Regions from separate parts of the Mus musculus genome. Here all the other regions are linked to region 1. The links are chromatin contacts, called in public ChIA-PET and promoter capture Hi-C maps. All regions are on one chromosome and are shown on one strand. Each heading gives the region's core, a stretch centred on a gene start, on an enhancer-like site or on the middle of the called end of the contact. The rest is flanking DNA. Distances are from core to core; before and after follow the strand shown.

Region 1 (7,053 bases), core at 2,447-4,946:
CTCTGCTGTCCGCCCCGCCTCCTAGTAGGTTAGGTTTCCTGGGCGGAGGTCAGAGCTGTGAAGGGGAAAACCACAGGCCTGCTAGGCCTTGGGGGCCCAGCACTTCCCCTGCTTTGGCGGCGTCTGCCTCTTACATTATGAGCGGAGACTGAGGGTGACTCTAGGGACACTTCTCCAGGCCTTACCTTCATGCTTAATCTTTTCTTTCTTTCCTTTTTTTTTTTTTTTTTTTTAAAGAATTGCTTATTTTATGTATCTGTCACTGTCTTCAGACACACCAGAAAAGGGCATTGGATCCCACTACAGATGGTTATGAGCCACCATGTGGTTGCTGGGAATTGACTCAGGACCTCTGGAAGAGCAGTCAGTGCTCTGAACCTGAACCATCTCTCCAGCCCTCTCCAATCCTTTTTTTCTCTTTTGAGCCCTACTATCCTCTCATTTCCCTCTGTCCAGAGTAGCCAGCCAGTCTGAGCTTATCAGCCCTGTGGTCATCATCCCTCAGGACCAAGTATACATCCTTCCACATATTCAAAAATGTTTTGCAGAGCTCCAGAGATAGGCAGGCAGCTCTAAGTGTATTCTGATAAGTGTATGAAGTTAAATATATTGGCCATTATAACTTCATGCTGAATATAAACATTTCAATGCCTGGCCTGCATTGTGATACCCTGTCATAAAGAAATAACCCTGTATATATAACCCTTGCTCTCTTTTTAAAGATTTAGTGGGGGGGGGAAGGTGGAGAGAGAGAAGATAGTGTTTTAGAAGTGAAGTATTAAATGGTTGTGAGCAGCCTTTGAATTTTAAGAACTGAACTCTGTCCCCTGGAAGAGCTCTTTAACCACTGTAAGCACCTCCATTACTTATCTTGTTGGGTTTTGGTTTTGTTTGTTTTGACAATCTCCATATATAGTCCCTATCTCTGCCTCTAGGTGAGCATCCCCTCACCCAGCTTATCTGATTTTTGAGACAGGGTCTCTATAGCTTCATGCAGCCTGGAAATCACTCTGCAACTCTGGCTTGCCTCTAAGCCACCACCCACCCACTCCCACTCTGTCCTTCAGGCTTTTAGATTCTCAAAACTGGAGCTAGTTAGCTGGGGTAGTGCTTTTTGTGCTTCGTCTCAGCACTTAGAGGCAGAAGTTCAAGGCTAGCTTGGTCTACATAGTAAGTTCTAGTTTAACCAGAGCTACTGAAAGATCCCCTATCTCAAAAAGCCAAGAAGGGTGCTGAGGAAATGGTTCAGTGGTTAAGAGCACTTGTTGCTCTTGTAGAGAATCGAGTTTGATTCCCAGCACCCACATGGATGTTCATGATCATCCGTAATTCCAGAATCTGGAGATTCTGATGCACACATACAAGTTACACATACATATACACATAAAATTAAATGAAGAAATCTCATTTTTTTTTTTAAAAAAAAGCCAAAAAGGAACAGGCCAGGTATGCTGGCACACGTCTTTAATCCCAGCACTTGGGAGGCAGAGGCAGACTGAGGCCAGCCTGGTCTCCATAGTAAGTTCCAGAACAGCCAGACCTACATAGTGAGACCCTGTTTCCAAACAAAAGGAACAAGAGCTAAAGGAACAGAAGCAGTTTCACTCATGGCTTCAGATGCCAAGCAAGTGTCCCGAAAACAGCCAGTCACTAAGTTTTCTGTTTTGCTTTTCACTCAGTTTCATGCAAAGGGCTGAATGGGGCACCGTTCAGATTTCTGGATTAAGGACTAAGAATATTTGAAGGCTAGTTCAGTAGCCATTTCTTGTGTGCCTGAATCCTGGTCTGGCTCTGCTGCTTGGATGGGTGACTTCTAAGGATTAGTTAAGGGTCAGAAAGAAGGGAAGACAGGTAGGGTGGGTTGCTTTAACTAATAAAGGCATTGGTGCCTGATTTACTTTAGTATGAGGCACTCTTGAAATAAATGTCCTGACAAAGCAAGTTCATAAGGATGGATGTTCATTCATGTGCTATGAGAACGATACAGGCTTGCTTACCTTGGTGGAAGATTCCAACATTGCTACTTCTGAGACCAGCTTCTGGAAGTCCAGGACTTGGGCTTGCCAACATTTAGCTAGCTTCTAGACCATTTCTTCAAGGTTCTGTGAGCACCAACAGCATCTTAGAGAAGGGCTTTGGTATTGGGAGCAAATGGAGATCAAGAACAAGATTGAACTTGGGAGGCAGAGGCAGGTGGATTTCTGAGTTCGAGGCCAAACTGGTCTACAGAGTGAGTTCTAGGACAGCCAGGGCTACACAGAGAAACCCTGTCTCGAAAAACCAAAAAAAAAAAAACCAAAAACGAAACAACAACAACAAAAAAAAACCAAGATTGAAGCTGGTGAGATGGCTCAGTGATAAGAGCTTTGACTGCTCTTCCAAAGGTCTTGAGTTCAAATCCCAGCAACCACGTGGTGGCTCATAACCATCAGTGATGTGATCTGATGCCCTCTTCTGGTGTGTCGAAGACAGCTACAGTGTACTCACATATAACAATAAATAAATCTTAAAAAAAAAAAAAAAAGATTGAACACAGTTGAAAGTCCAGAACAGTCTTCCCTCCTGCCAAATCTCCATGTCAGGCTTACAAGTGCTCACATGCACTTTGACATCCATGCATGTAAGTACAGGTGTGGATGCCCTTGTATTAGTACCTTCAAGCATGTTTTGTAAGTTATCTTGCCTATCGCCCACAGTCTGTATACCCCAGGGCTTTCTCTCCAATGAACTAAAGACAGATGGCTTGTCACCTGCCTCCTGCCTTCCTAATTGACTAGAAGAGCCTGCTGTGGTTGTGCACATATGCAATCCTAGCCCTTGGGACAGAGGCAGAGTTTGAGTCCAGCCTGGATTGTGTAAAGCCAACCAGGGCTACAAAGTGAAGCCTTGTGAATGAGACAAAACAAAACATGACAAATTAATAAGTAGATCTTGCCTTATGACTTAGAGTTGATGGGGGTGAATAAAATCACCATCATCCTTGGATAAAGGAGGCAGTAGGAGTTGTTTCTAGGCTGGTTCAAAGCCCCCACTGGTATAGGTCCCTACAGGTGCAAGATGGAAGGGAAAAGAGACAAAAATAATCTCTTCCGGCAGCAGGAAGTGGTAACTACCTATGGGGAAATGAGGCTAGTTCTTTCCTTTGGGGCTGAGTAGAAGGGGAACTGTAGCTGAACCCCGCTCCCTCCCCCTCAGGGGGCCCAGGGAGAGCATAAGCCTACAACTTCCCATTCAGCTGTCTGAACTCCCATAGGCCTCACTATGGGCTATGACTCTGGAAGGAGGGTGGCATCTGATGTCCAGGAAGGCTTCAGAGGCAGACCACCTAGGAGCCTGGAGCAGCTATGGTGCCATTGTCCATTAGTATTGAGGGCTAGTGGCCATAGGGGTGTTGTCTGACAATGGGAACCACAGATAGGTTTCTGCAGATAATGAGGAACAGCAGCAGGTGGTCCCAGACATGTTGAGGTTGTCTTGCATTGCTGCTTTATGTTGACTCTTTGGGCTCAAGGTATCTAGGTAGAGGAGCAACTTGTCTCAAGAGAGATGAGCCTGAAAAGGGGTGCCTAGACTTTCAGAGGCCCACCCGGGCAGTGCCAGGTCCAAGTCGCCCCGCCCCTCCGGGGACTGTGCTGGGGGCGGGGCTGGCGGGGCGGGGCCCGCGGAGGGTGCTGGCCTTGGCGCCCCTAGTCCCTGCACTTGGCGGTCTCGCCTCGCTTCCGCGTGGGAGCATTGGGACTCGAAGTCGCGAACGGCCTTGGGCCATGGCGGCGCACGGGAAGTTGCGGCGGGAGCGGGGGCTACAACCTGAGTATGACGCACAGGTCAAAGGTGAGAGGGTGCTTTAGTCCTGGTTTACAGGGGAGACCCCAAGTGTCCGCTGCTGATCTCAGGGGTGCCTGGAGCAGGGTGGAGAAGGGAGTCCAAGCCCTGCTTCTTGAAGCCTCTTTGGCCTCAACTGCCTGCCCAAGCCCTCCCTCTCGCCTCCTTAGCCAACTTGGGTCGCCTGTTGCTCACTCAGGCAGCAATGACTGTGGTAGCCCGAGGGAAGGACAGACTGAGAGGGTGGCTTTCTAGTTGGAGTATAATGGGCCACTTTGACTTTGTTGGTAGCCTGACACCTCACTCTTAACACCACTAGAATCTATGAATTCTTAGCACCTTCACCTCCCTTTGGCACTGTATTAGCTTGCAGGTTTAGGGTGGTTGGTCTTGGGTCAAGCTAGGAGACTGAATATGGGTTAGAGAAATTCAACTGGGATGGCTTTACAGCCTTAGGCTATTAGACCTCTGGATTTGGGCAAACACTTCTATGCAAATCACATGCAAATGAGCTTTGTGAGTTCTTTGCTGACAGCTTCATTTCTTCAGGGTGTGGTAGGTAACTCTTTCACAGGAAAGGAGGCAGTGTCTAACCTCCCTCACCCCCACCCCCACCCCCACTTGCTTGTTGCTTCCAGATATCTTGGCTCTCTTCCTATTTCCAAAGACTTTGGATACAAACACAGTGACTTACCTGTCACAGAGCACAATGGCTCATAAGAGAAGAAATAATATGATCCTTGGAGTTTTCCAACCTGTAGATGAAATTCCAATGTACTTATTTGGTGCAAGCAACTTATAACAAAGTGTATCTTCATGATGTGTTGCTGTTATAGTGGAGAGCATAACTGCCTTTGAAAGTTTGACCCAGACCTCCTCATCTTGGTGTCCAGAGGCAGCTTGAGGTGATTGCAGAGGGTGAGCCAGCAGATGGAGACAATGATTCCATCCTACTTCCTCAAAATGTCCTGAAGCCTAAGGACCTTGAAATGTCTTCAGTCAGCAAACACAGGCCGGTTAGTTCCCATCAAGAGAAATTGGAGTTTGGCCCTAGAATATCTTTTAAATGGCCCTTGCTCACTCAGGGTGTTCAGCCTTTGTGGCTATTATTTCTCACCAGCCTCCCTCAAAAGAAAGTCTTCCAATCATGCTGGAACAGGGGCACTGTTTTGGCACTCTAATTTCTAAAAGGTCGCATAGTCGTGGTTTGGAGGACAATGCATTCTGCTTTGCTGGTCAGCAGAAGTGAGAGTGAATGCCTGGCTCACAGGAAGTGCTAGGGGGCCTGGGTCCCAGCTTTGCAATGCAAATATGCAGGATTTCTCACTCTTTTTTGTCAACTGTTTGTTTGTTTGTTTGTGTGAGTAGGATTGGAGCTTGGTATGTACAGCAGGATAGTATTGAACTCATTATTTTATTCAGGCTGGCCTGGAACTTGCAACATCCCCTGCCTCAAACTTCCAGGGCTAGGAATGACAAGCATATGCCATCACACCCAGATTTTTTTTTTTTACTACATCTATTTTGCTGCAGCCTCTGTGACTCCCTTATTGTATATGAGAGAAGCAGTCCTTGCCCTTCTGAGGTTCACAGGTCTGAGGAGAGAAAAGCAGTAAACAACCAAGTGCACAGCTGATTTCATGTATGATAATAGCCACTACAAAGGACAACCAAGGTCCCAAGAGCACACTGGGGCTAGACAAGGGCCAGAGCTTGGTTGGGGATCAGGGTTTTTTGAGCTGAGATCTGAAAGCTCTGCTACAACCTGGAGTCTTGGAACAGCAGTTTCCTGCCTTCTGTGGACCTCAGATGCAGTTGGCTTGTAATCTATAGCTCTTTGACAGCAGCTGGTGTGCATGTTCGGAAGCAGAACTGCTATTGCTGTTACTGGAGAATCCACACAATAGTGTGATCTGCTGGTGCACTCAGCATTGTGCAGCTCTAATAGGTCCCTCCATGAGTAGCAAGCACATCCCTTCTGGAACACAGGACAGGCACTGTAAGGAAGGGCCTGTTGGGTCCTCTTGGGACCCTACTTGAACTTTAATTGCCATTCTTTAAACCCTGTTATTCTCATTTAGTGGAGATTTCCCCGATAGAAGTCAGCACTCATCCTAGCGAGTGGCTGGCACAGCCCACTTCAGAGACAGGAGACTGGTGGCAGTAACACTTGGTATTGTGGGCTCTGCTTTGCATTGGCTTCGGTGTTAGGAGTTTCCATACATACACACCAGTTCCCATCTGCCTAACTTGTACCCTTAATGGAAAATTAGCAATTTCAATGACCTGGTTAAAGGTGATCCCCAAAATCCACCCCCAAGGGAGTCCAGTGGGTGGTATAAAAGGCTGATGAGTGGGCCGTGCATGCAGCTGGAGAAGTCGGTATTACCATAGAGTGGAGTCTGAGAGCAGGCAGAAGACATACTGAGAAAGGAAATCAGATAGGAAGATGGGAGGTCTGGATAGGAAATACCTAACAAGGCTTTTCATCTCATAGCTCCAGGAAAGTCACTGTCAGGATAGAAGTCCACCCATTCTGATTTCTTTACAGGGGGTTTCTTTGAATAGATACTCCTGGGTCTTACCTTTCAGACTTGCTCTCTGAGTCCCAATGTCCACCATCTTTTCCTTAGACAAGTGAAATGTAGTAGCTGCTCCTTGGGCTCTATACAGTAGCTAGAGGGACCCTGAAAATGAAATGAGACCACTGTTTGGCTTATATCTCCTTGGGCATCCAGATGAGCATTCTAGACCACAAGCTTTAGGTCATCTGCTCCCTCCCAGATTCCTCCCACTTGCTTTTCGTATATATACTTTTAAAAATATTTTCTCTCTCTCTCTCTCTCTCTCTTTTGTTTTGTTTTTCGAGACAGGGTTTCTCTGTGCAGTCCTGCTATTTATTTATTTTTATGGATGAGTGTTCTGTCTGCATGCCAGAAGAGGGCATTGGAAATTATTATAGATAGTTGTGAGCCACCATATGGTTGCTGGGAATTGAACTCAGGACCACTGGAAGAGGTGCTTTTGTTTTTGTTTTTGTTTTTTTTGGGGGGGGTTGTTGTTGTTGTTGTTTTGAGACAGGGTTTCTCTGTATAGCCCTGGCTGTCCTGGAACTCACTTTGTAGACCAGGCTGGCCTCGAACTCAGAAATCCGCCTGCCTCTGCCTCCCGAGTGCTGGGACTAAAGGTGTGCGCCACTACCGCCCGGCTTGGAAGAGGTGCTCTTAACTG
Region 2 (7,017 bases), core at 415-2,914, 450 kb after region 1:
CAAGTTTCTAGGCCTTCCTCTACTCAGATTTTTTTCAGCTGAAATTGGGAGGCTCTGAAGAGCTTGATATTATAAGGAATTAGGCCCTGGCTCCTCAGCAGGGCCAGTCTGAGGGCCCTTTCCTGTTACCCCCAAGCTCTTGCCTACTCCCTCCTTCCAGGATTCCACTGAGAGACCTCTCCAGTTAGAGGACTTCAGTTGCCTGCTAGCAACAACTCTCCCTATGTGTGTGTGTGTGTGTGTGTGTGTGTGTGCGCGTTCCCACACATATATATGGGAAGAGTATGTGAGAGTATACAGGCCAAAGGTCATTGTTGGGTATCTTTTTCAGTTGTTCTCTACATTATTTTTAAATATTTATTTTTATGTGCATGCGTCTTTATTTGCATTTATGTCTATGCACCATATGCATGCTGTGTTCAAGGAGTTTAGAAGAGGGCTTTGGGTCTTCTGGAACAGGAGTTATAGCTGGTTGTGACCTGCCACATGGGTACTGGGAACTAAACCTGGGTCTTCTGCAAGAGCACCAGCCATTAAGATTTCTTAATGGCTGAGACATCTTACTTTTTGAAACAGGGCCTCTCACTGAATCTGAGATACAGAGTTTTTTTTTTTTTTTTTTGAGACAGGGTTTCTTGGGTTTCTCTGTGTAGCCCTGGCTGTCCTGGAACTCACTCTGTAGACCAGGCTGGTCTCAAACTCAGAAATCCGCCTGCCTCTGCCTCCCAAGTGCTGGGATTACAGGCGTGTGCCGCCACAACCGGCTACAGAGAGATTTTTAAGCGGACTGAGTGGGAATGAGACACAAGAGCATCCATGAAAGCCAAAGGTAGGATGGAGATGTGGGGCCTGGTCAGCATAATGATAACAATGAACATTTACCTGTCAGACTTCACCTTAGGAATTTCATAGAAATGATTGCTTCTTTTCATCTTCATTTGTAAACCAATGAAGTAGGTGCTCTCATTATCCAACATTTATTTGAGGGCAAGGAAGCACAGAGAGGTTAGGTAACTGGCCCAAAGTTTTCTGGGTGTGGTAATGCTTACCTGTTATCACAGTGCATTGAAGGCTGAGGCAGGAGGATCACAAGTTTGAAGTCAGTCTGGGCTACAAAGCCAAATCCTGGTTCAAAGTTCTCCAAACAAAACAGACCACACAAACCAAAACAAAAGTCACACAGCCTGTGATTGGCAGAGCCAGATTTGAATTTAAGAACTTTCCCTCTGACTTTGTGTGCAAAGGAGACAAGACAGAACTTTGGGCCGAGAAATGGTCTTAGTTTTTCTATCAAAGCTTGCCTTCATCAGTCAGGATCCATCTACTGCCAAAGAGAACCTGAACAAGGTAGGAGCGCCTCCTCCTGGATGAGCCCGACCTCTTTGAGTCCCTCACTTCTGCCTCTAAAAGGAGCTACTCAGCTTTTGGTTAAGTCCTACTCGGCCCGCCTCCTCCTCTCTGCCTCTCCCCTCCAGCCCCGCCTTTAGCCCGCCTCTGTCCTATCCTCGCCCAACCCTCTTCTCTGCACCCTGCTCCCTGAGGTGCGCGCAGGCAGTGACAGAGCGGCAGCCCAATGGGAAGGCTTGTTGGAAAAGAGGGTGGGCCTTTGTGACGCCCGTCCCGATGGTTGGCTTCGCTCCTGCCGCGCGGGTTGGTGGGCGGAGAGACCTAAGAAACTGGTGAGCTTTTAGCAGTGTGGCGGCGGCCTGTAAGCTTGGGGGGCGTGAACCAGTTGTAGTTCAGAGCGCGAAACATGGCGGAGGAGGGTGCCGGTGCCGGGTCTGATGACAGCTACTACAAAGATGTGGGTGATGACTGCGTGGTCAAGGCAGCTGTAGAGGTGTTCGAGAAGCTGAAGGTACTGTGAGCCAGGGGAACCGCTCCTTGATAGGGGACCAGGTGGGGCCCCGTCCCAGTGCCATTTGGAGCTTCCTGTGGACATTGACCGCACCACAGGGGTCCACAGTGGCAGGCCCTGGCAAAGCTTTGGGGGGGGGGGCGACTTGCGGACCATCTGTCTTAGGTCTTTGGAGTCCTCGGACCTCTGCTCGTGCTGTTCCAACAGACCATTGCAAGATTGAGGCTGGGGACTTGGAGCCCATGAAAAATGGAGAACGCGGGCCCCAATCTCAAAGAGCTGGAAGTGGGTGGAGTTGGGTTTGAGGGGACAGATGGGCTGAACACCTTGCCGTTTTGTTGGGTCAGAGACAGTGACCTCCAGGTGGGTTTAAGGTACATGCAGCAGTGAGGAGCATGACCGTGTAAAGTTAGGGAGCTATCCCAGGCCCATTGAACCCCTTGCTAACCTCCCTCCCATCTCCCCTTGCTACTGACTCAGTGATCACTTTCAGTCTCCCTCCACTGCCCCTCAGATTTAATCGTAGTCTTCTTAACCCATTCTCAGGCATGTTCCTAGTTTTATGGCCGTGAAACCCAGAGGGAACACACTTAAAAGTGGTGGGGCAGCAAGTCACAGGAGCAAATGTAGGGTGAAGATGAGGGACTTGAACTTTTGACAAGGCCAGGAAGGGGCACAAACTGATAGAAATGCTTAGCCACCCCACAGTAACCGGCTTCCTCTGACTTGCCTTTTCCTTGTTTAGGGTGTAAACTGCCCCTTCCTCGACGGCCTGTATATTACAGAACCAAAGACAATTATGGAGCTGCTGTGTAGGCCCTCAAAGTACCGGTTGGACATACTGGAATGGATGTGTATACGGTAATGCTCTTTGTTCTTTCCTTTCCATGAAGTGTCTTCTGGGGGAGATGGGAATGTGTCATTTTAGAGGGTCCCATAACCAAGCCAGCTCCAGGAAAGCTAACTGAGCCATGACCAAGATGGTGGGGAGGTGGCCCTGGCAGTACAAGATGGACTTTAATGAAAGCCCTTTCTGCACCAGGCCTCCTGGGCTTTTGATTGTGTTGAGGCTATATGATGTGGTTCTTGTCACTGAGCTCTGATTACTGTCAGCTTGGACAGCACCTGATGATCAGAGAGGGACGTTGCCCAGAAACCCAGTGACAGAAACGGGCCTTCTAGATTGTTTCCCTTCTTTTCTACCCCAACTTGCAAAGAACAGAGGTTTTTCTTAGTCCATCCTGAGGGCAGTGCTTCTAGGACAGCCTAGGCCTTTTCAGTGGAATGGAAGTTGTTGGAGTTTTTCCTTGCAGTTTTCTGTGGAACCAGTTCTGTCCAGCTAGGAGCTCTCAAGGCCAGATGCTTACTCGAGAGCCTCATTGTTGAGCTTATCTGTGTGCTTAACCCTGAAGGCCAGGGCTGCACAGCCAAGTCATCAGAGCTTCTTTTACTATAGGGGCCTTCTAGTGTCTTAAAATAGAGCTCAGCAAGGCATTTTATATGAAGGGACAGCTACTGTTCCAACTCAGTCTTGCCAGGGTAGCACAACAGCAGCATAGGCAGGCAGCATGTACAGGAATGAATGGGTGGTGTAGCAATAAACCTTCTTTAAAAATAAGACTGGGAGCCTATATATGGGTTCATCTCTCTGTAAAAGTAACTATTATTTACCTGATGTAATTGTCATCTCATGGGCTTACTTCCTCCGTCTGCTAACCTAGGCCTAGTACTGGAAGCTTCTAGCCTCCATACAATCTTTTTTTCTTATTATTCCACCCATTGAGTTTTATTAGTATGAAGATCAGACCATAACAATGGGGGTCTTGAGATTTACCTCCCTCAGATTCCTTTAAGGGAAGAGTGGGTCTAAGACTCAAGGCTTTCAGAGACCAGCATTAGAAAACACAGGACCCTCTGTATGCTTAGGATTCAAGGCTTCTGTGTTAAGGTCATCCCTACAGAAAGTTCACAGCCTCCGTGCAATCTTATCTAGGCCTAGCCTGGTTTCAGCCTCTGAGACTGACTGCTGAATGAGCTCACCCTTTCTTGTTCTTACTGAGCTGTAGCTGGCTGGATCCACTCAGCTGTTCTGGATCAAACTCCTCTCTAATCTGACCGATTCAGCCTGGCTTCTTCCTCACAGCCTCTCCTGAATTGTTCTGCTTGGCCTCAAACTAACAATCTGTTGGCAATCTGTTCTAATTGTCTGGCTCCTTTTTATTCTCTGGCTCATTCTGTCTTCACCTGTGCCTAGCTTGCTCTCTGCAACCTGTCTCTGTACAACTGTCCAGGAAAACTGCCTCCTCTCTCTGAACATGCTGTCTTGTCTCGTCTCGTCTTTTCTTCTTCTTCTTCTACTACTACTACTACTACTACTACTACTACTACTACTACTACTACTACTACTACTACTTCTTCTTCTTCTTCTTCTTCTTCTTCTTCTTCTTCTTCTTCTTCCGCTTCCTCCTCCTCCTCCTCCTCCTCCTCTTCCTCCTCCTCCTCCTCCTCCTCCTCCTCCTCCTCCTCCTCCTCCTCCTCCTCCTCTTCTTCTTCTTCTTCTTCTTCTTCTTCTTTTTCTTCTTTTTCTTTTTTGGTTTTTCAAGACAGGGTTTCTCAATCCGCCTGCCTCTGCCTCCCAAGTGCTGGGATTAAAGGCGTGCACCACCACTGCCTGTCAAGGAGCCCTTTCTTAAGTAGCTTCCCTTTCCTTTCCTTGTGAGAGTCGGGCAGATCCTATTCTGTCAGTCTTTCTGATTCATCACTTTGTCTGCCACTCAATTAGCCCTCACTTTCAAACATGGCTGCTTCCTTCTACAAACTAATTTTGTCTTCATTGTTTGGGATTAAAGGTGTGTGCTAAGTGCATGTCTGTATTCTAGTCAGAGGGATTAAAAGTGTGTGCTAAGTCTGAGCTACACCACAACTAGAAACAGTTTTTTTTCCAATAAATAACATAATCTTAGGATTCAAAGTGTGATCAAATGTCCTGCAACATCTTTCCTTTAAACTGTGTATTGAATTGTACTTTTTGAAAAGTGTATAATTAAAAGTGTCCACGGCTCACACCTTTAATCCAAGCATGAAAGAGGCAGAGGCAGGTGGATTTCTGTGATTTCCAGTCTAGCTTGGTCTACATAGGGAGTTCCAGGACAGCCAGGGCTACATAGTGAGACCCTATCCAAAGCCAAACAAAGAAAAAAGTGTAAAATGACCTTTTCTGAAAAGAGTGTAGCAATGGTAGAGGCAACCATTGCTCCTTCATTATATACTTACTGACCTCTGTTTTTGTGTGTTGATCACTGCCTAGAAATGTGCTAGGCTCAGGAAGTACCCAAGGGAAAGCCAGTTTCTGGCCCCAGCCAGTTTTCATTCCAGGAGGATAGAGTCTTCTAAAAGGTTAGGGAACCTTGGCCAAAGAGGCTGCAGAGTTCCTTGGAAATCCTTATAATCAGGGCTGTCCAGGCTGAGGAGTGAGTTGAAGTGATGATTTAGGTATGCCAGGGCTAACTGGGAAGCCAGCGTTCCAGCAGGTGCATACTCAGGCCAATTAGTTAGGTGTCAAACTCCCCTGCAAATGCCCAGACTTTTCCTTTCTTGTGCACTTGTGTGTGTGTGTGTGTGTGTGTGTGTGTGTGTGTGTGTGTGTGTGTGAGAGAGAGAGAGAGAGAGAGAGAGAGAGAGAGAGAGAGAACTTGGAGTATTTCCATTTCTGAGGGAAATTTTTTCTTAAGTATTTTCTCATAGTAATTGATGGTAAGAGTCACATGATATCAAATAAATTATTTTAAAGTGGCCTTTCACTGGCATTTAGCAATTGTACAAGTAATTCTCTGTTTAGAGAGTAGGTATGGAGGGTGGTAAGGAATTAGGCACATGACTGACTTTGCTATTTTCCCACAGGGTCTGCCCCTCCTTGCAAGACAAGTTCATCTCACTGAAAGGGAATGCATTGGATTTGAAGATACAGGGTAGGTCTCTTTATAGGAATGTGGCATTTGCTGGTAAATTCTGGGCAGTTCTGAGCTTGGTCACAGTGTCTCAGTGAGTTGTGACATTTCCATTAACTAATGTTTTCTTTTGTATGGTGTATACTCTGTGGCTATTATTAGAGTCTTCTAGAATCACAGCCTTCTGGGATATAGTCCCAAATAGTACATTTGGGACCAAATAGTGCATTGTTCTACCATAACACTGAGAGGTAGAAAGCATTGTTTTTTTGTGGTGTCATCAGAGATCTCTCAGTGTACATATTAGGTTTATATGGCATTCCTAGGAGCCCCATGATTGCTCTTTAATGTGGCTTACCTTGTCACTATGTTATTTTGATGCTTAGTTTTTTTTGTTTTGTTTTGGTAGAACCTTAACCTGGTGTGAATGTTACATAAAGATGAGCAAAAAATGATATCTGTATAAGTGGCTTCCTTATAGTATGGCCAAACATTGATAAAATTTAAAAATGCTAAGTTTCTCAAAATCCTGTGTATATTCTGACCACTGCAGTGTGAGTGAGCTAGACTTAGGCCCTGAACTGTCCTCGTTCATCCACAGTTTGGAGACTTCACTGGACCCAGCCTCACTTTTCTCTTTGAAGATGAAGGCCTTTCCCTTGTTCACCTCCTCAGAATGTGTTGAGTATTTATTTGAGTGGAAGTAGGAGACACGAGGACAGGAAATCATTAGTTTCATTGACATGTGAGGCAGTGTTTGATGTGCTAGGGTACAGCAGTGAACCGTGCCACCCTCATGGAACTTATATGTTAGATGATGGGAAGCAGAGATGATGAAGAAGGAAGGCTGCAAGCTACCAGTTAAGGGAAAGGTGATACAGAGGGTTGGAATAAAGGTGATTTTATTGACAGAAGATGGCAAGAAGGGTAGAACTGAGCTCTGCAAGGGAACAGCCAATGTACAAGGACTCAAGTGGGCTATGCTTGGCAGCTTTGAGGAAGAGTAAGGAACAAAGATGGCTGGGTAGAGAGGATAATGAGGTATCGGAAATCAGTGGGGGGGATAGGGATAGGTCCTTATAGGTCATAGAGGGTTATTGGCTTTTCTTCCAAAGAAGGCTTTGCCCTCCATTAGGTTCATCAGGCTCCCTGGGGATGGATACTGTAGTGAAAATATGAACACCCAGGCAGCAGCTCTTACAGTAACTGAGG
Region 3 (7,215 bases), core at 2,105-4,604, 440 kb after region 1:
TGCTAGGCTCCCTTTTGAATCCTTCCCTGTCCTGTTCCCCTAGTTTATCCAGCCAGCCTAGTGGGTGACTGCAGCTTGAACCGAGGGTCTCCACAACACTTCTCCTGTTTCTTCTGTCAGTCAGTGTTAATGGTCAGTCCAGTGCCTGGCTTCTGAATAAACTAAGCTTCAGAGACACAGGAGACACCTTGGAACTTAAGGGAATCTGCAGTGCTTGAGTTGAACCAGGTAATGACCCTATCCACATGGAATTTGCATACTACTGGACTGAGAGCAAGGCCATGCCTGGAGAATCAAAGAGATGGTGAGAAAAGAGCGCATCAGCCTGAGGGGACAAGGAAGACTTGCAGAGGAGAAGGCAGTATCCTAGGCTGTGTCTTTCAGCACTCTCTGCAGTGCTCCTGTGAGCTCCCACAAAGACAGTCCTGAGCAAGGGGACTCAGCCTGCAAGACATGTCACATGCACATCAGAGCCCTTTCTTTAGCAAGCATCTTGCCCAGAATGCTCCCAAGTTCACAGCCTTGCTCAGGTACCCACTAGGCCCTCTGGCTATGTTCATGGCTGATGCCTAACATCCTCCATGGCTGAACAGAGTCAGGATATGAGACCCACAGACTGTAGAGAGCAGCCCCTACTACCACTAAAGTGGCTGAGTGATGACATGGAGCCTCAAGGTGGTATGAAATGGATGCTTTGTGGGTTCAGGAGGTGGAGCAATTAGGGACACCACTTCTGCCAATATGCCCAAGAGATAGCTGAGGTAGTGCTCCACTGTCTGGAAGCTTCCCGGTGCTGATGACCAAGGCGTGGCTGGTGAAAGCTGGCACTCTGTACACCAGGAGCTTTTTTTGACCTTCCCCTGAGGACATAATCACACAGCATCTCTCCCCTCTGGGCCACCAGGGTTGTAATTTCAGGAATTGAAGGGGGGCTCCTTGAAGGCTCAGCCTGCTTGAGTCTAGCTATCTTTAGAGGCACAGTCTGGGGCATGGCCAGAAGAGAGAAAGTGGACCAGGACTGTATTGTAGCCTGTGTAGATGGTTGTCATCAAAGCTGAGGAGCCAGGAGGCCATGAGGCACTTTGGGACCCTGTGCTTTGAATAAGGCTACACCTTAGGAGTGCTGCCTGGCTCTGGCCTGTGGAACTTGAAGGCTCTAGCAACTCTGCTGGAGTCTAGCAGGTTTGGGGAAGGGCAGGCCAGGCCCTGTCTTTCAGGCCTCTAGCTAGGTTCCTGGCAAAGGACAGTACATAACCTGAGGACTTCGGAACCTAGCATTTCCCAAGTGCTAGCAGCTGCTATGGGACAAGGAGCTGGGGGTGGCCTTGGTACCAACAGGCATAGCATGTTGAGCAAAGCTTACTCAGACCTGGGATCTAAAGCAAGAGGGAGACTTGGTGTGATGGAATGTGGGGAAACCAGGCATAGAGGCTGGTGGGTTGCTAGACTTGGAAGCTGATTGATGGGGGACAGGAAAAGGGAAGGATAGATGCAAGGTCCCATTGAGTGCCCTGGAGGAGATGCAGGCCGGCCTCAACAAATGCTTTACTCCCCACTCTCATTGTCCACTTGAACTTGACAGTCACAGGAGTATCCTTCTGGTCTCCACTGCTATTACCCTCAGCTCTATTCTGCTACCTCAGTGCCCCATCTTAATTTGGAGATTGATGAGTATTTCCTTTTTTGCCATATGACCCCAGGCACCCCATCCCTGCTATCACCACCAACTGAATTGCTACTGTTGTAGTCTCTTAGAGGCTCAGTACCCTGAGGTTTCCAGTTGGACTGCCTATACTGCTGTGCCTGCCAAGTGACTCCCTAAGGGAGAAGCAGGCCAAGTAAGCATGGCATTAGGAAATGGAGGATACTGAAAGCTTAGCCCTGCCTGCAGTTCTTTTGGGCGATGTCCCTTGTACTACCAGCTTATATCTGTTGCTGGCCAGCTCCTTCCACATCACAATTGGACTGAAGGCCGTGGCCTCTAGCTACTGAGACCCTATAGCTCTGAGACCCTGGCTCTCTTGGAAAGTTAGCTCATCCTTGCTTGCCTCAGTTGTGCCTTGTTTACTGGGCATCCTTAATTAGTGATGACCTGGGGACATAAAACCATATTTCCTTTGTCTCATCTTGGTATCAGCCCAATTCTAGATTGCTCGTAGGGATAGTAGAGGCTAGGTTGATTGCAGTTCAATTTCAACCTTGATCATGGGGTGAGTTGAAGGATCATCTCATAGAATTTCTAAATTTAATTAAATTTCCCTTCATCTGTATTGGGAACACCACAGCAGTTTTGTTCCTTGCTCTGCCACCACATAGCAGCCTCATAGAACTGGAAATAACTCAGGAGCCATTCTTAAGGAGTTTCTGTTTCTTGCTCTCCTCCATCTGTGCAGGGGATTTCCACCCTGTCCTCAAGGGTCTAAACCAGGGTGTGGAACTTGTTGCTCTGACATACAGTGGATCTTCTTGACTCATTAGCTCAGCAGGCCTAAGAATAGGGAGGATGGGATGTTGGAGCTACCTAGCCTATACATCCTGTGCCTTTTGGGTCTAAATTCAGACTGTGAAGAGAGTGCGGCTGGATGGACTAGGAGGCCAAAGCAGGGTGGGCAGGGCCTGGGGTGGTTAGGCTGGGGAGGAGCAGTTGGGAAAGCTGGGAACGCAAGTCCAGTGTGTCTCCAGGCCTGCTGACCTCTGACCCAACCCAAACAGGAAGTGCCATATCTGTGGGCCCAGACCACAGAGGAGAAGGAATGTGGGGATGAGTCCAAAGCAAACATTCCACCACTTCCTAGTCACCCCACCCCCAGTCTGCTTGTCCTTTTTCTGCTGAGAATGGGGTGGGGTATAGGGAATTGCTGCAGAATGAGACCAAAGCAAGACTAAATTTGCAGGCTCAGAGCCCAGCTGTAACTGGTGGCAGTAGGTATTTTTGTGTCCTCCGTTTATACCCCCAAGGGAGGGATGGTCCTTCTCCTGCTGCATTCTACCTGCCTTGTCACTACCTGATGCTCTGGTCTTGTAAGCTCTGGAAATAGGGACCTCAGACTTTTCCCTCTGGCTCTCAGCACAGGCAAGACTGAAAGGAAAAGTACAGCCTAGGACCCCCAAGACCAAGTTCTCAGCACAAAGGATATATATTTGCTCCTGAGGGACAGAGGGTAGGGATAAGGTACAAAGACAGGAGATAGAGGGAGAAGAGAAAGGGAACAAGGGAGGGAAGAGGAGTATTTGTCCTGGAAGGGGGTGTGTCAAAGTGCTGCCCCTTGGACATAGAGGAGACACACATGACCCATAGGCAAATTGGAGGCTGGTCTAGGTCAGGTAGTCAGTCAGTGACTTACATCAGGAAATAGTCACTGCTAGATCCCCAGGGCTGGACCTCTGAGGTAGGCCTGGCTTTGCACAGACCAAGGCTTAGTCCCCAGGAACTGCTGGGTGAATGTGACTACTCCCTTCTCTGGCATCAGATCATATGGGTTATAACTTGATTCCACAGGAAGTGAGGGGCGCACCATTGGGCAAATTATTTGACCTGCCTGCATTTTAGTATCCTATCTTCAAATTGCAGGCAGGACCCTGGATATTAGGCAGTCTGACTTGAGGATGGGTATGCATGGACAAAGATAAGGGTTAAGGTGTAAAGAATGGATAAATGGCCTCAAAGCTACTAATATGCAGCAGTCACCAGCTCCTGGTAACTTTAGGACAAAGGCTGTTTTGGGCTTCCCTATCAGCCTGCACCAGCAACCAAATGCTACTGTATGTCCTAGACCAGGACAGGAACACCTAATAGAGAAGAGAGACCAACTATAGATGGTTTCTGGAACAATTAGGGTGAGTTGCAAGGCTTCAAGGCTCTGATGAGGAGGCTCTCAGAGGAATTTTGAGCCCCATGCTAATGAAGCAGCATCTAGGATATGACCAGGGACTCTGTAGCAAGGAGAACCTGAGCTCTCAGTGCATGCAGCTTGAATATGAGGTGGAGGTAGGGGGTACCAGAAGCTTGAATGAGGTGCATTTATTACATTAAAGTGCAAACCAGTGTTCCCCAGCCCCTTGAACTCCACTAGGTCATTTGCTGAATTAAAGGGTCTCCATCGAGTAAGTGAAAAAGTAGGGGCATCTAAAACTGTCCAAGTGGTGCAAAGGTCAAGTAGAGCTTAGCTTGGGTGTTTCTCCTTTCTTTGTTGGGTTTGAAGAGCCACACTGTGGTAGGCCTAGGTACAGAAGGAGGCTGTGGACAAGGCGTCACAGGTCAATAACATTATTGTGTAGGTGTGGGGGTGGGTGGGTACTGGACTGGAGTCCTGGGCCACATGTGTGCCACAAATGGAATCTAGGAACACATGTCTGTGTGTGTGAGAGAGAAACATCTACTGGGCCGGAGGTAACCTAGGTTAATGGTGGAATCAGGCTGCCACTTTACTCTGGGCCACTATGAGCCCCTGTTGCTCCATGGTGGATCCTTGAGGCTCTGACTCTGCTGGCAAGCAAGATCTGGTCCTTGCAAGTCTGAAGGAACAGAGGGTGGTAATGGACAGAATGGGTGAAGGCAGGAAAAGTGGCTTGTTCCGGTGACCTTTCACTCTCTGGTGCCTGTAAGTGGAGCAAGCCATCGAGCGAGTGAGCTCGTCTGTCTCCTATCCCTGCAGGCTGCAGTCTCCATGCCTTCCATCAGCAGAGAAAACACCACAGCGCCTCAGTCAAGGAGAAGCAGGGGCTGAGCCTGTGTTTGACTAGCAGCCAGCCCCCTGCCCAGGCCCCACATCATCCGCAGGCAGCAGCGGGGGGAGTGGAAAGCAGCTGGGTGGCCCCTCCCAGGCTGCTGTCTGCTTTCTTTTGCCCCCTTGGCAAGAGGGGAAGAGGAAAAAAGAATAATTAAACCCAAACGTTCTGGTAACTTTTTCCTGGAACAAGAAGACACAGGGCGGGAGGTTCTGGTCCTGGGAATGATGGGCGGGACTGTCTGTGGACCCTTGCCTTCCGTCCCTACTACAGCCTGTCCTGTGTTGGTGATCAGCAGATTGTCATTAGCCTCTTGACAGCCCCCTCCCAACCTCCCTTAGCCTGTCCCACTCTTTCTAGAATTAGATCCTTAACCCTGTGGCATCTGCTCATTGTCATGGTGAAAGGTCTGTATGTACACCCTAATCAGCTGTCCAAATCAGAGGAAAGATTTTTTTTAGGGTCTTCTGAGGGAGCCTCCTCTCTCATACCTGGATTCTAGGTTTCTGTTGTGTTAGACACTTGGTTGTGGGACTTTGTGATGGCAGCTCTAGGACACCATTGGTCTCTGCACTCCCTCTCCCTTTCATGTCCCTTAGTGTAGCTGTTGCCTCAGCTAAAACCAGCTCTGGGTCAGCTCCAGATGGGGTTCCTGAGTGCCAGTAGGGCAGGCATAGATATGGTTTAAGGAGGAGGAACTTGAGGTTGAGGGGTGAATTTTGGGGTGGGGGGAGCCTTGGAAGTTGGCAACAGCTTAGAGGATTAGGTGGTGATAGGGCCCTGAAGACATCTCAGACAGGACTCTGTTATAGATTCTCTGGAGTTTCCTGCCTCCATGCTGCCCTTTATACTTTCCTGCCCAACTCACTGTGTTTCCAAGGCCTTTCCTTCTTTTCTAGTTTCCATATGCCCGTCAGAGGAATGTTCCCCCATGGTGGACAGTCATGGGATCCATACCTGGCATGTCAGATGGTCCTCCTAAAGCTAGTTGCTATTGAGTCCCAGCACACTAAGGTATAACTGCAATTCAGCACTCTTTATCATCTTTTTTTTTCTTTTGAGGAAGTTGGTGCCTAGCTCCTAGAACCAGGGGCTCATGAAGAAGGCCCACTGCTTCATTTATGCCAAGGATCCTGGGAGCCCTGGCTGGCTAGGTCATGGATCCCTTGAGTTTTACAACTCACATCTCCAGAAAGCACTCTCAAATGGTGGTAGATATTTAAAAGGAGATGGTGTGGTCCAAGAAGACACAGGATGTACTCAAAGTGATAGTTAATTTTGATTTCCAGCTTCATTTGATTAATAAGCACCTAGGACATTAGTGAGGTGTATCCTCCCACCCCGTTGTGTGTGAGTGTGTGTGTGTGTGTGTGTGTGTGTGTGTGTGTGTGTGTGTAATTCCAGAGAAGATTAACTAGGGACCTGCTCTGAATGTAAGCTGCACCATCCTCTGGGCTGGGGATTCTAAACTGTATAAGAAGGGCAAGAAAGCTGACTATTTTAGTTTGCTTTCTATTGTGATAACACCATGACCAAAAGAAATGTGAAGAGGAAAAGGTTTATTTCAGCTTACAGTTTACAGTCCATTATGAGGGGAAGGCAAGGCAGGAACTGAAGAAAAAGTCTTGAAGGAATGCTTGTTACTGGTTTGCTCTTCATGGTTTGCTCAGTCTGCTTTATTAAACAACTCATGGTCACCTGCCTGGGGGGTGGTGCCACCCCCAGTTGGCCAGTGGGCCAGGCCACATCAATCTTTAAGAAAATGTCCCACAGGCTAATCTGATGGAGGCAGTTCAATTGAGGCTCCCCCCCCCCCCCGACTCTAGTTTGAACTAAATTAACAAAAACTGTGGGTAGTTGTTCCTGTCATGCAACCCATTCCCTTGCAGCTGGCTGAGCTCTTTGGGGGCAGACAGAGGGGTTGGATGAGCCGACTCTGCGGTTCCCTTGCTGCTTGTGCCTCTTTGCTGCTTCTCCAGCTGCCCTGGTCCAAACCCCTTGTATGCACTCTAGAAGCTGCTGTGTTGTAGGCTCTGCAGGAAGTTGTCATGCATTTAAACTCATGTAGGGAAGAGGGCAAGACTGGCAATGTGGACAATTGATTTCCATCCAGGTTAAGCTGCTTCAGTTGCCTCTGATTTTAGGAGGAGGGTGGAGGAGGCAGGATGGAGGTCTATCTGCTACTGGTCAGGGAACAAGCATTCCTGGGCATGACTCTATGCCCATCCTAGCCAAGGAACACCTCTATTTGGCTCCACTGTGGCTTCCTATCTGTCTCTGAACATGTTAAGATATTAAGGATATCTACTGCAAAGGGGACTGCCCCAGTAGGCCCATGTATCCTAAATCATGGATCCATCCATGCTGGAGAGCTTCTTGCAGTGTTTTCTCTAGACCTGACTTCTAGCAGATGGATATTGTAATGGAAAGCAATGGTCAATCGACCCTTTGGGCCACCTGAAACCTGAGGTCCCCACCCCCAGACCC
Region 4 (6,701 bases), core at 1,207-3,706, 460 kb before region 1:
ATAAAAATTATTGTTATTTACTTGTAAGGTAAAAAGAGATATTACTCAGACACATACATGCATACATAATATAAAAATAAGTATCTTTTTAGAAAAATAAAAAATACATAAAGCTAAAGAACCTCTTGGAGCTTGTGGTATATTTCAGTCATAGAGTGTTGTCAAGTTTGCATTAAGACCCGGGTTTGGCCGGGCATGGTGGTACATGCCTTTAATCCCAGCACTCGGGAGGCAGAGGCAGGCGGATTTCTGAGTTCAAGGCCAGCCTGGTCTACAGAGTGAGTTCCAGGACAGCCAGAGATACACAGAAAAACCCTGTCTCGAAAAACCAAAAACCAAAACAACAACAACAACAACAAAAAACAACAACAACAAAAACAGACCTGGGTTTGATCCCCATAGAAATGAACCTCTGCTACTGGTGTGAGAGAAGCCAATTTTGGGTGGTTGGGGATATGGAGGGAAAAAAATCCTAAAACTCCTCTCTCTCTCTCCTCTCTCTCTTCTCTCTTCTCTCTTCTCTCTTCTCTCTTCTCTCTTCTCTCTTCTCTCTTCTCTCTCTCTCTCTCTCTCTTCTCTCTTCTCTCTCTCTCTCTTCTCTCTTCTCTCTTCTCTCTTCTCTCTTCTCTCTCTCTCTTCTCTCTTCTCTCTTCTCTCTTCTCTCTCTCTCTCTCTCTCTCTCTCTCTCTCTCTCTCTTTGGTTTTTCGAGACAGGGTTTCTCTGTGTAACCCTGGCTGTCCTGGAACTCACTCTGTAGACCAGGCTGGCCTCAAACTCAGAAATCCGCCTGCCTCTGCCTCCCAAGTGCTGGGATTAAAGGCGTGCACCACCACGCCCAGCTAAACTGGCCTTAAATAGCCAATCCTCCTGCCAGGTGATGGTGCACCATGTTAATCTCAGCACTCAGAAGCAAATCAGGCAGATCTCTGAGTTCGAGGCCAGCCTAGTCAGCAGAGTGAGTTCCAGGACAACCAGGGCTACTTAGAGAAACCCTGTCTCAGGGAGAAAAAAAAAATCCAATTCTCCTGTCTCAGCCTTTGAAGTGCTAGCATAGCTGAGAAAAGGTTCATTTTAAAGCAATACTCATTTATTCTAGTTTCCCCAGTAACTTTGGGAACAACGACCCTTTTTTAAAAATTGTGTATGAGCCTGGCAGTGGTGGCACGCACCTTTAATCCTAGCACTTGGGAGGCAGAGGCAGGTGGATTTCTGAGTTCGAGCCTGGTCTACAGAGTGAGTTCTGCGACAGCCAGGACTACACAGAGAAACCCTGTCTCAAAAAAACCAAACCAAAAAAAAATGTGTATTTATAGTTTGTGTATGAGTACTCATGTAGGTCAGAGGACAACTTCTAGGAGTCAGTTCTTTCCCTCCATTGAACATGTAGTGTTGAGAGGCCTCAAGTGCTTTTATCAACTGAGCCATCGCAGAAGCCTCATTATAGATTTTTAAAGACAGAATTTCTCTGTGTGGCCCTGGACAGCTGGCCTGGAACTCTCTCAGTAGACCTACCTAGTCTTGACCTCAGCAATTTGCCTGCTTCTGTCTCCAAGGCTCATTAAAAAGAAAGAAAGAGCCCGGCGTGGTGGCACACGCCTTTAATCCCAGCACTCAGGAGGCAGAGGCAGGCAGATTTCTGAGTTCGAGGCCAGCCTGGTCTACAAAGTGAGTTCCAGGACAGCCAGGGCTACACAGAGAAACCCTGTCTCGAAAAAAAAAAAAAGGAAAAGGAAGAAAGAAAGAGATCAAAACAATAAGATAAACAAGTTTATTTTGTACACCTCAAAAAAGAGAAGCAAGCTGGCCAGTGGTGGTCCATGCCTTTAATCCCAGCACTTGAGAGGCAGAGGCAGGTGGATTTCTGAATTCGAGGCCACCCTGGTCTACTGAGTGAGTTCCAGGACAGCCAGGGATATTCAGAGAAAAACTGTCTCGGAAAAAAAGGAAAAAGAAAAAGAAAGGGGGGGGGGGAGAGAGAAGCAGATACGGCAATAACAGAACTACCTGGATACAAGTCACCTTTTAAAAAATGACATGCATATGTTTGGCTGTATGTTTGTATGTGCACCATATGCATCCAGTATGGGCAGAGGCAAGAAGAGGGTATCAAAGCTCCTGAACTGTAGTTACAGGCGGCTGCAAGCTGCTAAGTAGATAATGTGAAGTTGAACCAGAGTCCTGAAAAGGTAGTAAACACTCACTGAGCCATCACTTCAATCACCACATGACCTTTAATTTAGTATCAGTTTAATGTCCTCTGACATCATCTTCCCATCACCCACTTTTATCTGAGGAGGTAACCACACAAGAATGTACTTATTGCCCCACATGCCAATACCAGTGACTTAGGCAGTCAGGTCTCACGTGGTAGGGCCAGCTCGTCGCTTCCAGAAACGTCACATCCGTTGGGAACCTGACACAAGCCCGCCAGGGGCGAGTGCTTTTGTGAGAGGGCGGAGTCCTAGCACGCGGATGGAACCTTGGTGGGGCGGAGCCTGTGGGGGCGGGACGAGGCCCGGGCAGGACGGGCCTCACTTGCCGGCGTTTGCCGGCCCGGGCCACTACTTGTGAGGAGCTCTGTGGCCGCGGAAGCAAGTGAGAGATTTCGACCAGGTAGGTGAGGATGGGAGGTGACTTGTGGCTCCGTCCGCAGTCCGTGGTCACCAGCTCTGGCCAGACCCAGCGAAAGGTCTTGCGGGTGCGGTTGTGACGTGGAGGCTCTTCAGAACCCAAGACTGCCCGTGGGGGTTGTAAGCCCTTCCTAACTTCTCTAGCCACCTGACAGACCCTGAACTGTCAGGTGCGGAGGAGACCTGGTCATCATTGCCAGTTATTCTTCAGCCCCTATACTTTGCTGCTGTGAAAAAACAAAAACAAAAAACAAAAAAAAACTTCCGGATGGTATTGCTTCCTCACTCAGCCTTGGAGTGTGTTTACTCTAACTCTTTCAGCTCCACTATCAGCAGAAGTGTAGGATAGGGACCAAATCCCTCTTGCAGTGATCTACTATGGTCCACTAGTCCTGCTGGTAGGATGGGGTTATGGGTGGATGGTCCTTAGTCTTTCCCTTAACTGGCTCACACTACTCTGATGCCTACATCTTTTCTCTCTACTTGACTAGTTACCTTACTCTGGTTTTCCTGCCTCCCTCTTCATCAGCGAGATTCAAGGCTGGACCAGGGCCCCCAGGGTAAGTGACCCATACTCAAAATCAGCATAATGTAAAACCTGCTATATCCACTGCCATCAAGTTGCCCCAGTTCTAGCAGATGATAATACAAAGGTGTTGACTATCCAGTTGAGAAAGGGAAGGAGGCAGACCTCTCCTTTCGCCCCATGTTACTCTACCCTTAGAAATACTGAGGTTCACTGTAAGTTTAAAACTCTGGTAGGTCGTGCACACCTTTATCCCAGCACTTGGGGGGCAGGTGGATCTGAGTTCCAGCCTGGTCTTCATGGTGAATTCCAGGTTAGCTAAGACTACACAGTGAAGACCTGTCTCACCAGCAGCAGCAGCAACAACAACAGGACTGAATGTGGTAGCCTACACCTTTAATTACAGCACATAAGACATAGAGGCAGGAAGATCTCTGAGAATTTAAGGCCAGCCTAGTTTACATGTGAATTGCAGGCCAACAGGACTACACACACAAGACCCTGTCTCAAACAAAAAGACTCTGATAGGGTAATACATTGAGAAGACTCTAAGCAGAGACTCTCAGATGTAGCAACAGATATAAGAGCTCAAATTCTGAGACCAGGGAGCTCTGACAAGAGAAGTTTGCTTGCTCATGGCCAGGCGTGGTGGCGCACGCCTTTAATCCCAGCACTCAGGAGGCAGAGGCAGGCGGATTTCTGAGTTCGAGGCCAGCCTGGTCTACAAAGTGAGTTCCAGGACAGCCAGGGCTATACAGAGAAACCCTGTCTCAAAACAAAAACAAAAAGACAAGGTTGCTCAGTGGATACCTATTGTATCCTCACTGTATTCCTACTGAAGTCCCACTATAGCTTCCCTGAGAAGCAGGGGTGTGTGTCTCACAGGACTTCCATCTCATAACTATAGGGCAAATGAAACAAGACATGTAGCCACAGCTTGTCAGTAGCAGCCTTTGGTTCTGGAACTCACTTACTGCACATATCACTTTGTTAAAACTTTGTAGCTGGCAAATGGCACTTAGACACCCTTATTCTATTCTTTAAAGACCTGGATCTGGCCCAATCAGCACCCTTTGTTCTCATCTGGCCAGTCTTTTTGTCTCTCCCCCCCCCCCCCCAGGAAGCCATTTATTTGATTTGCTTTGTTTGGAAATGAACTATCAAGTCTCCCAGGCTGCCCTGGAACTGGCTATATAACTGAAGGATAATCTTAGTCACCTGATTCTCTTGGCTCCACCTCCCAAATACTGGGATGACAGGAGTGAGCCACCATATTTACCCCCTCCAGGTAGCAATTTAGTTCATTCCCATGGTGGTATCTTTGCATCTTGAAATGAGAGTGGGATGGCCTAGTGGTGACAGGATTAGAGATCACTCTCCTAAAACCCTCAGTATTAGAACTTCTCTATGAGGTTACCATAGTAAGAAAGTCCATGTAATTTGGCAGCCTGAGTGGGGATTCCCCTCTTGAGGGCTGAGAAGCTTGAGGCAGCTGTGCTGAAAGAGGAGATGGCTGAATGACATTCAAGGGCCAGCATTATTTCAAAACTAGAGGTAAAGGTCTGAGAGCCCCATGCTCCTAAGCTTGCAATTTCTCCTCTTCATTAACCACTTTCTTTACCCCTTTTCTTTTCAGGAAAAAATCCTGCTATCAAGGAAGAAAATATAGGACCAGGACCTTCCCATGGACCCTTCTCAGGACATTCCAACAGCACAAGCAAGGGTGTCTCCCTAAGACACAAGAGGCCTGAAAAAACTATCCTTTGTGAAGTGCCATGGTGGTCAAGAAAAGCAGAGGTAGCTCCCAGCAGTTGCCTGGCCTGGGAGGACAGGGTGGTTGTACAGGTTTTGTAGGCATGCTTGGAACTGCCCTGCTGTTCATCAGCCTACCATGGGGAGCTCAAGTGATGGCCAGTGCCAACATCAGCACTGCTCTGGGCCACACAAGTGGTCACTATTTGAGTATTGGGGATGGCTCAGTGACAGAATTTGATTTCCCTGAGAAGAGTGAGGGTATCATTGTGATCTCTAGCCAATACACTGGACAGACCAATGGGACAGGCCCCAGCCCCATACTTAAGGTTATATCCCTGGACACAGAGGTGCTGACCATTAAGAATGTGAGTGCCATAACCTGGAGCAGTGGAGGTGGCTTTGTGGTAGGCATCCACTCAGGTCTAGCTGGGCTGGCCCCACTCCACCTCCAGCTCATGGATTTCTATGAGGCCCCACCCCTGCTGATCGAAGAACGGAGAGATTTCTGCATCAGGGTGTCACCTGCTGAAGACCTCCCTTCTGCTCTCAACACCAACTTGGGCCACTTCTCAGAGAACCCAATACTCTACTTGCTTCTGCCTCTTATCTTTGTCAACAAGTGTTCATTTGGTTGCAAAGTGGAACTTGAAGTTTTGAAGGAGCTCCTACAGAGCCCCCAACCCATGCTGTTGGGCCTCTTGGGCCAGTTTCTGGTCATGCCTTTCTATGCTTTCCTGATGGCCAAAGTCTTCATGCTACCCAAGGCCTTAGCTCTGGGCCTCATCATTACCTGCTCATCACCTGGTGGTGGAGGGAGCTACCTCTTCAGTCTCCTCCTTGGAGGAGATGTCACCCTGGCCATCTCCATGACTTTCATCTCAACAGTAGCTGCCACTGGTTTCCTACCACTCTCATCAGCCATCTACAGCTACCTTCTCAGCATCCATGAAACACTCCACGTGCCCATCTCCAAGATATTGGGGACCCTGCTGTTTATCGCCATCCCCATAGCAGCGGGTGTGGTGATCAAATCTAAGCTCCCCAAGTTCTCTGAACTACTGTTACAGGTCATCAAGCCCTTCAGCTTTATACTTCTCCTGGGTGGCCTGTTCCTGGCCTACCACATGGGGGTCTTCATCCTAGTGGGAGTCAGGTTACCCATTGTACTGGTGGGTTTCACAGTGCCTCTTGTTGGCCTCTTGGTGGGCTACAGCCTGGCCATCTGCCTGAAGCTGCCAGTGGCTCAGCGACGAACAGTCAGCATTGAGGTAGGGGTGCAAAACAGCCTGCTAGCCTTAGCCATGCTACAGCTGTCTCTGCGCCGCCTTCAAGCAGACTATGCCTCTCAGGCCCCTTTCATTGTGGCACTGAGTGGTACCTCCGAGATGTTGGCTTTGGTTATTGGCCAGTTCATCTATAGCATCTTGTTTCCTGTTCCCTGAGCCCTCTGGATCAAGTTTTATAACTTCCAGCCCCCATACTCCTCTCTTCCCACAGTTCTTGTGTACCGTACCAAAGGCCTTTAGTTCTCATGCACTATGCACTCAAGACAAATCCAGGCTTATTTTTTTACTCCTTTTCGCCCCAGCTTTCAGTGCCAAAGAGGCCATGCTGAGTTAGATAGTTGGGTATTGCCCAGAAATATATTTCAATAAAAAAAAACCAAAAAAACAAAAGCAAGCTCGGGTCCCTTCCAGTCTGTCCCTTGGAGCCTGTGGATTGGGGTAAGAAGAGTGTGTCTGGGCGGATATGGGCCAGAACAGTGAACCAGCTTGGTGACCCTGCACAG

The links. Promoter capture Hi-C pulls out the DNA fragments that hold promoters and counts their contacts. ChIA-PET counts read pairs in DNA pulled down with a chosen protein or histone mark.
Region 2: a promoter capture Hi-C map of embryonic stem cells shows a contact between it and region 1, with 5 times the contacts expected there. The contact joins the promoter of Haus7 here to the promoter of Arhgap4 in region 1. A contact is called at or near these places in 2 of 39 promoter capture datasets (embryonic stem cells and pre-B cells).
Region 3: a contact with region 1 is called in a promoter capture Hi-C map of the SN4741 cell line, with 4 times the contacts expected there. The contact joins the enhancer-like site here to the promoter of Arhgap4 in region 1. A contact is called at or near these places in 2 of 39 promoter capture datasets (the SN4741 cell line and embryonic stem cells) and 1 of 9 other capture datasets (liver).
Region 4: an RNA polymerase II ChIA-PET map of memory CD8 T cells shows a contact between it and region 1, with 47 read pairs. The contact joins the promoter of Slc10a3 here to the promoter of Arhgap4 in region 1. A contact is called at or near these places in 5 of 39 promoter capture datasets (the SN4741 cell line, frontonasal cranial neural crest, hippocampal neurons and 2 more), 1 of 115 datasets of contacts at active chromatin or transcription factors (memory CD8 T cells) and 2 of 9 other capture datasets (liver and pancreatic islet).

The regions. Positions count from the first base shown.
Region 1 is chrX:73,907,941-73,914,993 of GRCm38.p6, reverse strand. Arhgap4 (Rho GTPase activating protein 4) reads left to right here and starts at 3,696. Exons shown (of 22, transcript NM_138630.2): 1 at 3,696-3,831. The coding sequence starts at 3,765.
Region 2 is chrX:73,453,676-73,460,692 of GRCm38.p6, reverse strand. Haus7 (HAUS augmin-like complex, subunit 7) reads left to right here and starts at 1,664. Exons shown (of 10, transcript NM_028633.3): 1 at 1,664-1,858; 2 at 2,604-2,719; 3 at 5,759-5,826. The coding sequence starts at 1,754.
Region 3 is chrX:73,472,305-73,479,519 of GRCm38.p6, reverse strand. No RefSeq gene overlaps it. Among named protein-coding and RNA genes, the nearest start is that of Bgn, 7.7 kb to the left of the region's middle. Within about 2 kb of position 3,354, at least 87 of the 459 cell types and tissues checked have an H3K27ac peak or open chromatin away from gene starts, as enhancers often do. A contact at or near this core is called in the SN4741 cell line, where this site is marked.
Region 4 is chrX:74,369,104-74,375,804 of GRCm38.p6, reverse strand. It overlaps Slc10a3 (solute carrier family 10 (sodium/bile acid cotransporter family), member 3), which reads left to right and starts at 2,456. Exons shown (of 3, transcript NM_145406.2): 1 at 2,456-2,614; 2 at 3,123-3,191; 3 at 4,794-6,588. The coding sequence starts at 4,933. The coding sequence ends at 6,354. Gm44504 (predicted readthrough transcript (NMD candidate), 44504) reads left to right here and starts at 2,456. Exons shown (of 6, transcript NR_103489.1): 1 at 2,456-2,614; 2 at 3,123-3,191; 3 at 4,794-4,954.